Regions from separate parts of the Oncorhynchus mykiss genome. Here region 1 is linked to region 2. A link is a contact called in public Hi-C data. All regions are on one chromosome and are shown on one strand. Each heading gives the region's core, a stretch centred on a gene start, on an enhancer-like site or on the middle of the called end of the contact. The rest is flanking DNA. Distances are from core to core; before and after follow the strand shown.

Evidence for each region. A called contact is a pair of places that touch in the nucleus more often than the background predicts.
Region 1: a contact with region 2 is called in a Hi-C map of liver, with 2.8 times the contacts expected there. The contact joins the promoter of LOC110505611 here to the promoter of itpk1b in region 2. A contact is called at or near these places in 2 of 3 Hi-C or Micro-C datasets (blood and liver).

What each region holds. Positions count from the first base shown.
Region 1 is chr25:22,038,851-22,045,641 of USDA_OmykA_1.1, reverse strand. It overlaps LOC110505611 (E3 ubiquitin-protein ligase RNF4), which reads left to right and starts at 3,641. Exons shown (of 8, transcript XM_021584938.2): 1 at 3,641-3,913; 2 at 4,989-5,004; 3 at 5,122-5,236. The coding sequence starts at 4,996. cfap99 (cilia- and flagella-associated protein 99) reads left to right here. Exons shown (of 16, transcript XM_021584935.2): 7 at 686-766; 8 at 856-924; 9 at 1,046-1,132; 10 at 1,233-1,321; 11 at 1,509-1,713; 12 at 1,867-2,008; 13 at 2,200-2,351; 14 at 2,475-2,680; 15 at 2,774-2,963; 16 at 3,112-3,458. The coding sequence ends at 3,198.
Region 2 is chr25:21,904,171-21,911,575 of USDA_OmykA_1.1, reverse strand. itpk1b (inositol-tetrakisphosphate 1-kinase) reads right to left here and starts at 4,140. Exons shown (of 11, transcript XM_021584932.2): 1 at 3,785-4,140; 2 at 655-836. The coding sequence starts at 749. LOC118944237 (a long non-coding RNA gene) reads left to right here and starts at 4,160. Exons shown (of 4, transcript XR_005039529.1): 1 at 4,160-4,434; 2 at 4,925-7,405.

The DNA of each region.
Region 1 (6,791 bases), core at 2,392-4,891, 130 kb before region 2:
AACACGGGAGTGATAGATAAGCAGATGATGGTGTGTAAGTAGCGATACTGGTGATATATATTGTGTTCAATACAGAAAATATCATTTATTTTACATTTATTTAACTAGGCAAGTCAGTTAAGAACAAATTCTTATTTACAATGGCGGCCGAGGAACAGTGGGTTTACTCCCTTGTTCAGGGGCAGAACGACAGATTTTTAACATGTCAGCTCGGGGATTCGATCATAGCAACCTTTCAGTTACTGGCCCAACGCCCAACCACTAGGCTACCTGCCGCCCCAGAAGAGCTGAACTATCTGTTCAGATCCCAGTCCTACCTACAGATTCTGGAAAATGTGCTCTTTTAGTGTTTTTCCAGTAGGTTTCCTCAAGGAAAAAGACCCCACTTCTATATTAAAGATAATAAAACAAAACACCTAAAATACTACAGTACAACAGTAATGTCTGCAAAAACACTACAGTAAATACTACAGTATACTACAATTTGTAAAAAGACTACATTAATTACTATAGTGAATACTACAGTAAAGCCTGCAAAACACTACAGTGAATACTATAGTATTTCTGCTTTTTTTTTTTTTTGGGAAACAGGTCCAAAGTCAGAACCTGATTGACACAATATCATAGTAGATAGGCTATTCTATTTTTATAACCTTCATAGTGACCGCTGCTTATTGTTTCATAGGTACCAACCAGCACCTACAGAGTTCCAAAAGAGAAGCAGGTCATGGAGGAGGTCAAACAGAGGAACCGTCAGAAGGCAGAGGTATGTTGTGTCTGGTATCTTATTTTAACACCTAGTTTTCTCCTGCGCTCATACATACAATAAACCCCGGTTTTCTTTTCCACCCACAGCAAGTTCTGTATGAGGCCAACACTCAACAGTTCAAGTGTGCAAACCCACAAAAGTCTGAGCGCACCAAGGTAGGTGAATGTTCCACGTAAGAGATTTTAAAATACATTTTCTTGCTTCAAGGTTTTTTTTCTTCTATATGGGTATCCTGTTTCCATCCAGCTTAATCATACTGTACTGTCTGATTTACAGAGTGTCATGTCCCAGATTGTACGAAGCCATGATGCCCAGCTCAAGTTTGATTCACTCCACACCTCTGGAACCCCAGCCACCCATAAGGTAGCTCTCACATGATACAGAAATCATATACCGTAACTGACAGACACACTTGTCTATGTGCGTGTGTGTATACCCATGTGTATTTGTATATTTCCACCAGCCTAACAACCTGCCCATCAGGCTCAACACCACGGCCATCCTGCGGGAGGGGGCTCTGTATAACCGTCAGGTGGAGGAGGAACTACGCAGGTACGACACAATATAATCCCTGCATCTGTGCCTCCTATATCAGTTGTGCCACTATACTTCAGGAATTAATCACTATTGCCGACTGTATAGTTGACATATTTTACATTAAAAACTAGCTGCGCTAGTGGGACACTTATGACGGTAGCTAGAGTGGAGAGGTTTAATAATGTGTGTTACGGTAACACAGGATGGAGCAACTTGTGGAGGGGGCGGGCGAGCCCTCCTCGTTCCTGCAGTGGCAGAAGGAGATGCGGGAGCGTGATCTCCAGGAAGAGCTGGCCCAGGTGGAGCGTCGCCGTCTGGAGGGTCGCATCAGCTACGAGGAGGCTGCTCTCGCCCGCACCCGCATCATGGAGCGCAACCAGAAGACTGCACTGCTAAAGAAGGAAGAGGTGTGTGTTATTAGAATGATGTATTAATGTGTTCATAGTGTTATTCAGTTTTGGAATCATTGAATCGTTGAGAAAGGGTAATTGGCTATATTAAGTGTTCCTGTCTTTGTGAGTCTCTTTGATGGAGCCTGTCCTGCTTATGATTGTTTGCAGACTGCCAAGCTGATGCAAAGATACGCAAACAAGCGGTTGCAGGAGGAGAAAGAGATGAGAGACCTGGTACAACAGGTGGCAGATGGACACAAAAACTCAAAAGCAGCTAAAGTGAAGTTGCAGGAGTTCAAACAGCGAATAGGTGACTAAACTATAGCATTACATCACCCCCTGTTCCCACATTTGTATTTATTTTATTTTACCTTTATTTAACTAGGGATGAGAAATGTACCCTTTCTCAATTACACCTGCTTTGGTGTTGTGGTGCAGCAGACAGTGCTTGGCGAATTGGGGTCTCATTTCTGTGTGCTTTTGTGTACGTTTGCATTCCAGTAAAGGAAGTGTCGGCGCAGAGTGGGGAACTCCTTCGTCAGGCCCTGGAGGAAGCACAGGCAGAGCTGAGCAGGAAGTTTGAGATTATCTGTCAGATCCGGGCCATTGAGTCTGTCCCCCTCATCAGGCACAAGTTTGTGGATGAAACAGAGGTGAGCAGGGGAATGGATCTTGCCAACATAATAGAGTATAAAGGCATTTTGCTGGGTTCTGTCAGAAGAAGGTTGACTTTTATGATGAACAATATACTGTATTCTGACCTCTCCCTGTCAAAGACAGCAGGACATGACCTGCTTGGGGAGATGTCCCTGGCTGAGCTGCGGGAGCGTCTGGCCATGCTGAGGGATGCAGAGCAGAGAGAGCATCAGGACAGGAGGGGGCGCATTCTGGAGGACAAGAAAAGCAGGGAACAGCTTTTGCTGGAGCAGCTGGACACCATCGCCCTCCACAGGACAGCCCTGGGACAGGCTGCTGCACGCAGGTCAGAGCAACTAAGACACTCGCATGCCTGGCTTGCACACAGAAGGCATGTCTGAGATGTACAGTATCCTAATGTGCATATGGTGTGAGGCAGGCAGGAGGAGAAGAGAGCAAGGCGGGAGCTGCAGCAGGGAGTAGCCGAGGACGAGATGGTGGTGGCTTTGCAGAGAAGGCTGGAGGCGAGGCAGCAGGAGCGCCAGAGGCTGAAGCAGGGCGAGAAAACCAAAGCCAAGATTAGTGAGCAATCTGGCACTCATGCCCTCAAGAGCTGGAATCACAGGAAGGTAAGCATAAACAGAAATATAAATATTCCAAGCTGTGTTTGGATTTGCTAGAAGATGTTCAATAACCAGCTTATCACTCTCTCATCCCAATCATGTGTGTGTGTGTGCGTGTGTGCGTGTGTGTGTGTGTGTGTGTGTGTGTGAGCAGCAAAAAATGGAGGAACAACACTGGGCAGATTTGGAGCAAAGATTGGAGCGTCAGGTCCAGCAGGAAGCTCCTAACACTCTCTCCTAGAAGAAAAATACTCAAGGTCTAGACATCAGCCTCTGAATGTCATTCTCCTAGCATAAGGACCATATTGCATGTTTGCTCCAAGTCTTTGAGAAGCCCTAATTTCATATAACAAGTACATCATGCATGTTGTATTTACTTTTGTTAAGGCTACTATTGCTACTCTTATCAAGAGGATGTCAGCATGTAAAGTTGAAAAACAAAAAATATGTTGTTGTGCTCTTATGCCACTGTACAATTTAAAGTGAACCCAAATCTTTGAACTGTGTGTTTTATTTCCTTACGTTTGATTTGATTTAGTTACATTGGAATGTAACTTGTATGTTCAAGAATACCCATGCATGGGTGAAAATGGGCGCATTCGAAATAGCAGCGAGTAGAGAGAGACTGACTGATCGACAAATCACTCTGAATGTTATTTGAAGATCAGTCAGTCAGTCACAAATTACCCATGATACATCATTCCCGGTTTTGATGCTCTTGAACGCGGTCATGTCTAATTTCGATGCAAAATTTACATACCCATTCGACTCGCGTTTGGGAGAATTTTTGCATTTTAGTTTACTCTAATTATTTCAACCTGCTAACGTTACGTTAATTATCCTAACATGCTATGAAAAGTCACTGCTGACAGTGAGCTACTCACATATGCACAGCAGCGACACTACTGCAGTTCATCCAGGTTTGAACCCGAAAGTATCTGTCAGCTGTCAGAAAGGTAACAACCAACATATACATTAGCTTGGTATCTTTCTTTTTATGTACGAATGTTAAAATACTATTTCATACATGGCTGCTTTTTAAACAAATTAGCTAGTTAACGTTAGCTAACAGTTTGCCTGTTTTTCTTTAACTTGGCCAGCGAGGGAAAAATATAAACACGTCCGTTAGCGAACGTTAGTTAGCAAACGTAGTTCGTAACAACAATTGATTAGTAAGTTAACTAACGAGCTTGCTAGTTAACTTATTAATCAATTGTTACTAACTACGTTAATGGAAGATACAGGTAACTGCCCAAATAATGGAAAAACCGAGTAAATGAGGGATACCAAAGTATATTGATTTCTGATTTAATTAAGCAATTAACATCCCACCGTGCTTAGGGTCATGTATAAAAATAACGTTTTATTGGTCGCATAACGTTACACATATTTAGCAGATGTTATTGCGGCTGTAGCAAAACACTTATAGTAATATCTAACAATACACAAATCTACAAGTAAAATAATGGAAATATAGAAATATTTGCCAGAGCAATGTCGGTGCGGAGTATAAATATGTATGTGAGTATGTGTGATGGGATGTAAAATGCTGGGCAAGCCATTATTTTCGCAATTTTTGGCTACTATGCATGACAATTCCCCCATCACTGAATGATTTGATGAGCATGAAAACGATGTAAACCGTATGCCATGGCCATTTCAGTCACCAGATCTCAACCAATTTGAACACCTATGGGAGATTCTGGAGCGGCACCTGAGAGCTTTTTACACCACCATCAACAACACGCCAAATGATGGAATTTCTCATAGAAGAATAGTGTCGCATCCCTCCAATAGAGTTCCAGACACTTGTAGATATGCCAAGGTGCATTGAAGCTGTTCTGGCTTGTGGTGGCCCAACGCATGTTATGTTTGTGTTTGTTTTATTTTGGCAGTTACCTGTGGTTTTAGCTACTTTAGTTATGTCGATTGTAAGTTCAAGTTCCATTATCTGCTATTATTGTTGCAGGAAGTATAGGCTGTCTATAATGTTGTTACATCCTCAGTGTGTGCCATTTATTTATTTTGCAGTGACAACATGAGTGAGGTAAGTCTGTACTCGTTCCCTATTAATCAGACAAACACCTCTTTCCTCTCCCTTTATCTACTGATATGTGTTTACACTCTTCTGTTGCTTGACTGTACCCTACCCATATGCGTCCAGGCTGAGCAAGATAGAATAGAGATCCCTGATACCAGATGCTCCAACAATACAAATGAAGGCACAGCAGACAGCAGCAACACGTCACACCTTGAGACCATAGAGGTGCAGGAGAGCAGTGAGTAAAGGCCCATATATACTCCTCTCCATAAGTATTTGGACAGTGAATCTATTATTTTTTTATTTTAAATACAGTACCAGTTAAAAGTTTGGACACAACTACTCATTCCAGGGTTTTTCTTTATTTTTACTATTTTCTACATTGTAGAATAATAGTGAAGACATGTAAACTATGAAATAACATGGAATCATGTAGTAAGCAAAAATATTTTATATTCTTCAAAGTAGCCACCCTTTGCCTTGATGGCAGCGTTGCACACTCTTGGCATTCTCTCAACCAGCTTCATGGGGAATGCTTTTGCAACCACCTTGAAGTAGTTCCCACATATGCTGAGTACTTGTTGGCTGCTTTTCCTTCACTCTGCGGTCCAACTCATCCCAGACCATCTCAATTGGGTTGAGGTCAGGTGATTGTGGAGGCCAGATCATCTGATGCAACACCATCGCTCTTTTTATTGGTCAAATAGCCCTTAGAGCCCGGAGGTGTGTTTTGGGTCATTGTTCTGTTGAAAAACAAATGATAGTCCCACTAAACGCAAACCAGATGGGATGGTGTATCGTTGCAGAATGCTGTGGTAGCCATGTGTGTTAAGTGTGCATTGAATTCTAAGTAAATCACTGATGGTGTCACCAGCAAAGCACCCCCACACCACCACCTCCATGCTTCCTGGTAGGAACTGCACATGCAGAGATAATCCGTTCACCTACACCTACTCGGCGGTTGGAACCAAAAATCTGAAGTGTTCCACTGGTCTAATGTCCATTGCTCATGTTTCTTGGCCCAAGCATGTCTCTTATTATTGGTGTCCTTTTTAGTAGTGGTTTCTTTTCAGCAATTCGACCATGAAGGCCTGATTTCACACATTCTCCTCTGAACAGTTAATGTTGAGATGTCTGTTACTTGAACTCTGAAGCATTTATTTGGGCTCCAATTTCTAAGGCTGGTAACTCTAATGAACGTATCCTCTGCAGCAGAGGTAACTCAGGGTCTTCCTTTCCTGTGGTGGTCCTCATGAGAGCCAGTTTCATCATAGCGCTTGATGGTTTTTGCAACTGCATTTTAAGAAACTTTCAAAGTTTTGACATTTTCTGCATTTACTGACATTCATGTCTTAAAGTAATGATGGACTGTCGTTTCTCTATTTGAGCTGCTCTTGCCATAATATGGACTTGGTCTTTTACCAAATAGGGCTATCTTCTGTATACCACCCCTACCTTGTCAAAACAAGTGATTGGCTCAAACGCATTAAGATAATTTGTGGAATTTCTCTCTAACTTAACAAGCCACACCTGTTAATTGAAATGCATTCCAGGTGACTACCTCATGAAGCTGATTGAGAGAATGCCAAGAGTGTGCAAAGGTACTTTGAAGAATCTGCTACATTATTCTATTCCATGTGTTATTTCATAGTTTTGATGTCTTCACTATTATTCTACAATGTAGAAAATAGTAAAAAACAAAGAAGCCTTGAATGAGTAGGTGTGTCCAGACTTGACTGGTACTGTATATATTCAAGCATTTTGGATTTTGAGATCAAATGTTTCATATGTGA
Region 2 (7,405 bases), core at 2,891-5,390:
AAAATCTAAATCTGATTGATTTTCATTGCCCGAAGATTATGATCACTTAGCCGGACATTCTAAGTAGCTATTTACACATAACCAGAAAAAAACTGACTAATGAAATTATTTTCAAATGTTTTTATTTATTGTTTATAACCTGCCCAACGGGCAACCTCACAGCAGGCTCAAGTTGCTCAAATTGTGAGACTGCTCAGGTCACTATAATCCCTGTGATTGTTTCCTACAAAAAAAGGCAGTACACTGAGAAATGCACTTGGCCTAACAGTGCTCCAAAACGGTCAGCAGACACTGTTGCATGATATATGCAAATTGAGCTCACACTGAATTTGTAATATCCTCTTCAATTAATGTTCAAAATGTGTACTCCTCCAAAATATAATCAGTTAAAACAAGAAAAGATGGATGCAACACTTGGTTCTTGAGGTCATAATAAAATAGTAGCGCCATTTGGGCACATTTAAAGAAGTGATTACCTATGTTTTTAAGACTGGATATTTGTAACAAATAGCTACACCACTACTAGTACAAGCTACTACAATGTATCTCGCACCAGATAGCTGGCTGTATCCCTCCAGGACTGTAACTACTGTACAGTAGACTGAAATGTAACCACCAGTAGCTACATTGTTGTCAGCACATACAGTAGCCTACCTGCACAAATCAGCAAAGGCCTGAAAATTCAGCTTCTTCATCTTCTTCTCGCTGAGCCAGTAACCCACTCTTCTGCCTTTCAAAAAAGTCTGCATCTCCACCTCGCGTGTTCACAATCCAGAAGTTATGGTCGAATCAACCTGGACACTGGCGAAAACAGGAAACTGTCGTCCCACACGAACCTAGAGGGGAGGGAGAAATGACTTTGTATTTCGTATTAGCCTGGCCATGTGAGGAAACAGGACGTACTAACTTAGCTAGTTAGCCCTAACCAATAAGTTGACTCGCAAAGCTGCAACGTCTCTAGCTAGCAGTAGCAAACTATTAGTTATAGCCATAACAATAATGTCTACCTAGCTAAACTTAACTGAATTGTAAATGACTGTTAGCTACCTAAACGAACATTTACCAAAAGCCCCCCTCATAGTCTCTTCGGAAATGCAGCTAGCCTAACGTTAATTTCTAGAGATGCGCCACATAAAGCAAGGCATTACTTAGCCTGTGGTTTCTAAATACATTCACTGGGATGATGACAAAGCTCGAGGAGAAGCAAATACACAGCTGATTTTCGGAATGAATCCATAAAAAGTTAAATAAAATGTATAGCTACCAGCTAGCACATGTCCTCTTTGAATTCCACCTAGCTAGCTAGCCTGATAGCTGTCCATTCTCCGTTCGGCTGGTTGTTCAAGCTGAAGTGGTGACCAAGCACTGCACGGAGATCTCTTCTCCGATTTTACCTGACTGCGTACTCACGCTCTCGAATAGAGCTCCTTTATGTAGCCCTAAACAACTATGCATACCGTTAACTAGCTTGCTGGGGAGATTATAAGGACACAGTTGACGCTTAAACCGACAGCCAAACCTTACCCTAATTTTAATGAATTCTGAAATAATATATCGGTTGTCAATCGTGTCCTTATAGCCTTGATGAGCATGAAAACGATGTAAACCATATGTCATGGCCGTCTCAGTCACCAGACCCATTTCAACACGTATGGGACATTCTGGAGCGGCGCCTGGGACAGCGTTTTCCACAACACTATGATGATGGAATTTCTAGTGGAAGAATGGCGTTTCATCTCTCCAATAGAGTTCAAGACACGTGTATAATCTATGCTAAGGTGCATTGAAGCTGTTCTGGCTCGTGGTGGCCCAACGCCCTAAAACACTTTAGGTTGATGTTTCTTTTATTTAGGCAGATACCTGTATATCATTAATATACAAAAACTAAAATACAAGTTTTAAAAAACAGACGTAACAACTAAGGATTCTAGCTTTAAAGGCAGGTGTTGGGGGAAGTTGAGACATGCCGTCCAGATAGAATGGGCCACCACGGAATGGGAGGAGTAAAAGGCCAGCAACAATCGGTATTATTGAGAGACCCATGAAATGACACCATATATACATGCTACAGACCATAGTGAGTATTCCCTGTAATACTTTTACTGCGGCACCCAGAACTGTTTTTGTTCTATAAGCCAATATGTATTCCAAATACAGTGATTCGCATTGTGGCAAATAGTCTGGGTAGCCATTTGATTAGATGTTCAGGAGTCTTATGGCTTGGGGGTAGAAGATGTTTAGAAGCCTCTTGGACCTAGACTTGGCGCTCCGGTACCGCTTGCAGTGCGGTAGCAGAGAGAACAGTCTATGACTAGGTTGGCTGGAGTCTTTGACAATAGGTCCTTCTTTTAGGCCCTTCCTCTGACACCGCCTGGTATAGAGGCCCTGGATGGCAGGAAGCTTGGCCCCAGTGATGTACTGGGCCGTTTGTACTACCCTCTGTAGTGCCTTGCTTTCAGAGACCGAGAAGTTGCCATACCAGGCAGTGATGCAACCAGTCAGGCAGGATGCTCTCAATGGTGCAGCTGTAGAACCTTTCGAGGATCTGAGGACCCATGCCAAATCTTTTCAGTATCCTGAGGGAGAATAGGTGTTGTCGTGCCCTCTTCATGACTATCTTGGTGAGCTTGGACCATGTTAGTTTGTTGGTGATGTGGACACCAAGGAACTTGAAGCTCTCAACCTGCTCCACTGCAGCTCAGTAGATGAGAATGTGGGCGTGCTCAGTCTTCTTTTTCCAGTAGTCCACAATAATCTCCTTTGTCTTGATCACTTTGAGGGAGAGGTTGTTGTCCTGGCACCACACTGCCAGGTCTCTGACCTCCTCCCTATAGACTGTCTCATCACTGTTGTGTCATCGGCAAACTTAATGATGGTGTTGAGCTTGGCCGTACAGTCAAGAGTGAACAGCGAGTACAGGAGGGGACTGAGCATGCACCCCTGAGGGGCCCCTGTGTTGTGGATCAGCATGGCAGATGTGTTGTTACCCACCCTTACCACCTGGGGTCAGCCTGTCCAGGATCCAGTTGCAGAGGGAGGTGTTTAATCCCAGGGTCCTTAGCTTATTGGGGTGGCAGAGTAGCCTAGTGGTTAGAGCGTTGGACTAGTAACCAGAAGGTTGCAAGTTCAAACCCCCGAGCTGTCGTTCTAAACAGGCAGTTAACCCACTGTTCCTAGGCCGTCATTGAAAATAAGAATTTGTTCTTAACTGACTTGCCTAGGTAAAGTAAAATAAAATTGATGAGCTTTGAGGGCACTATAGTGCTGAGCTGTAGTCAATTCTCATGTAGGTGTTCCTTTTTTCCAGGTGGGAAAGGGCAGTGTGGATTGCAATAGAGATTGATCATCTATGCAAATTGGAGTGGGTTTCGGCACATGGAATAGTTTTTTCTCTATAAGCCAATATGTAATTTATAGGGCTGATGGGTATTTACACAACAGTCATTTACACCACAGTCATCCAATAAATAACTGCATATAGACTCTTACGCTACATCAATAGGTTCTGTATAATTAATTTACATTAATTTACTTAAGCTCCAAACATTTATCAATGTGTGCCACCTTATATTATGCATCTTATATAAAGTTGTACTTCTCTTTAGTTTACATTTTTTGTAACATTATTTGAAGATGATGCACTATGCAAAAAAAATGATTTCGTATCATACCATTTTTTTCCAAGGCAAAATTGGAAGACCAGAAGTGTCAATGTTCCTGCAATGACGCTAATATTTTCCAGTGTGCGGTCAAACACTTAAAAGACACACCCTCGTCCACTTACCCTGTGTGGGTGGTCCAAATTATTAGCCAAGCAAGGGAAGTTTGCATCCTCAGCCCTCATTTTTAGTCGGCTTTGCGAGTATAAAATTATGGTCACTCCGGGCAGTGTTGCCAATTCCTCAGTTAAGGAAAGTAGCTATTGGTTGTCCTTTTTTGGAAATTCTAGAAATAAAACATTTTCCTTCTTCAGAAGTTCCAGCTAGGCAGGCTAACGTTAGTTAGCTAGCTCTCATACAGTAGGCGTATATTAATAATTATATATTTAATATAAGTAGACATGCACTCATAATTGACAGTAGCAAAGCACCCATAAATTATCGGTGGCTGAAAACACTATCATTGCGGGATGAACGAGTGACGAATTTCCGGCCAAGGGTGGCCCATTTAAAAATAATTTCTTCCTCCCGCGCCTTGCAAGTGTATACTCGTCACAGACGTCATGAAACGTCACCAGAAGTGTCCACTTAATTTGAGGGCGGTGGAGATATGGTGTGTCTTTTAAGTGTTTGGGTCGCAAACATGGAGTACACTCGCAAACTCGACTAAAAACGAGGGCTGAGGGCCTTACGTTGCTAACTTCCCTTGCTTGGCTAATTATTTGGACCGCCCTCCAAGATGGCGACAGGGATTCCCCAATGATATAAGGCGAGGGTAAGTTGACGAGGGTGTGTCTTTTGTGAGTTTGAACAGTAGCCTAGGATTCTGGCACTACCATTGCGCCATCTGCTGGCAAAACATTTTTCAAAGGTGAAGCTGATTGTCTGTCAAGCACTAGAGGGCAGTGCATCTACAGGTCAGGTTAGATACAATTTCCTTTGTCGAAAGGATTTAAAATGTTCCTGGATATGGTTTACAACTCAAGAAAGTGTACATTGTATGCAAATAAATAAATCACGATCACAGACTTTGCCATTATCAATTGTTGGCCCAAGTTCATTTGTGATCGGTGGGTGCATGAAGTATAGTCAAAGTTGTCAGCAATAGGTTTGAGTGTTTACAAATGTAAGAATTAATTTAATTCACAACATTCAAGAGATTCAGACTGTGTTGCAAAGTCTGTATATGAGGAATATGCATATTAAACCTGTGATTCAAGAATTTCTAAGTATGACCACTCATAACATGGTTCATGCTTTTTCAGAGCCCTCCTTTTGTCAACAGACATCTCAGGTGAGCATGTGGACATTAATTACCTTAACCCTCGCTGAATAAGAAGTCTAGAGGTGGGTAACGGCTATACTCATCCAATTTATGTTGCATTACCGCCATCAACTATACTGGGCTATAAATCCATTATACTGTAAACAACAAAATTAAAAAATATGCACTCATTAAAACCCACCACCCTATTCCATCATTTAACCCTATTGGTCCCTACCCTAGGTCGATGGCACACCTTCCACTTCAAATAACTCTCACTCTCACTTTCCATTTCACCTCCAGGACTCAACCTGGCATACTGCTCACTCTGTTTGTACTTGCCACCAGTCTTCTTCACAGTCGTCTTCTCCCTTTCTATCGCCATCTTCATCAAATTCAACCTCTGTTTTCCTCATTCTCTTTGAAGCCTTCTTCCTCACAGCTGAATCTCCTGCAGCTTAGGTAGAGGCAGTAAGTCCCCACACTCATAACAGAAGTTCCTGTGGTTCCCACATGTCTCTGTAGCCTTTTTCCACTCGACCGTCCCCACAAAATCCATGCTCCTGTATCCACCCCTACCTCTAGGAGTCTGATTTATTAGGCAGATCTACCTCCTGACTTGACACTGGAAGATTCTCAGTTGGTTTTGCTGGACTCTCCTTCGTACTCTCCTTTGAAAAAGGTCAAAGGTAAATTAGATGATTCTCCTTATCCACTAGCACATCATCAGACAAATTACGTTTACAGAGGAATCCCAAAACACATGTGTAAAGTGCTAAACATTTATTTAGCTAGTTGTGCAAGATATTTTCTAGATACAATAATCTTAAATGTGTGCATGTTTTTGTTGTTGTTGACAAAACAACATCTGATTCAAAGGGAGTGTGCTAGATTTTAAAACACAGAGCACCCGTGTATCCTCGGCTGAAGAAGGCAATTGAGGAGAGCAGAAAGTTCTCCTTTTAACGAATTTGCACCCCTACATACTGTATGAAGAACACTTATCGGTTTCCGGGTCACGGACAGAGTAGAGGAGGACAAAAGAGTCGAGGAGAGGACAGACATTTTCCAATTGAGAATCTCCCACTGTCATGGATGGATTCGCATCATAGGTAGGCCTACTGTACTTGCTGGCCAGCAGTTTTTGTTATTACATGATGACCACTTCTATGAAGTCAACCAGACATGCAACAAGAATCTGGGTTAGGTACTGTCCTGCTTAAAATAATAATGAAGCCGCTTGTATATAATCATGAGACAAACACAGGGGGGTATCATTGCAATTAAGTGCAGTACAGAGGAATTAAGTTAGATGTGAAGTCATACAATTTTAACGTGTCCAACGTTGCAGTCACAAGTTGGCTGCAGTGCAAATAGTCTGCAAAATCTTTGTTCTATCGGCTGTTGCAGACTCGCAATGTCTTGCAAACCATTTCTCTCGCCAGGTAAGTAGCTACTACTACTAGCAAGTAAGTAGATGTCGTTTTCAAATAGCTAGTTACATCCAAATACTACTATAAATATTACAGCGAAGCTTGCTTCCAGGCTAAACCTTGAATGATCGCTAGTTGACTAGATGGAATGTTTTGAATAATCCCAGCATAGTTGACTGTTTGTTTCAATCACTCAAGGTGAGATGGCTAGCTAGCAAATCGAGGGGTGCAATTAGGTCTTTCTATAAACTAGGGTAGGCCAACCAGTGAGGATTTCCTACACTGGACAATTTGTTACAGCTGTTAAATCATTGACAATAATCTGCATATTTCCACGTCATTGCATTAAGGAGGCATAGCTACTATATATTCAATAAAATTCACGAGTTTGTCCAAAATCATGTGACATAAAACATTACTTTTCTGTTCTTGCATTTATGGCAGTGTACATTGTCATAATCATATATTAAGCATTAATCAGTTAAACTTGACATTGGACCATATAAGAATCCTGGATTGAGCTGTTGGACATTTCGTGTTTTATGTTATGCTGGGTGAGTTTTCATGGACACAAATCCAAAATAATATATGCGATTGCAAAATCAAATGCCTCTAACCAAGAGTCACCTTACCTTGATACTTATAACCATATCCCTAGCGATTTGAGGTTGATTATTTGTTGTCTATTTGATTTACAGTACTTAGATTTAACAAAGAAAGCATTGAGGTAATGTGTTCGGATTGGACACGGAGTCTACTGTGCTCAAGTGTGTAACTCGACTGGGATAGACTATTGTTCAACACCCAACTCTATTCCTATTAATTATTCTGTATATAATGACACATTCTATAGCCTATTTGGCTTATTCACAATATGATCTGGTCATGAAATAACATGACAAATACATTTTATTTTCCATGTTACACCTGCCATTTAAATAATACAGGGGGCTTGAAGCAGCCTATTTGGAGCTCAGAAATTAAAGTATTGGTATAGGCCTACTTTGAAAATAAGACATTTCCTCAATTTGGTGTTTGAAAAGTCCTTA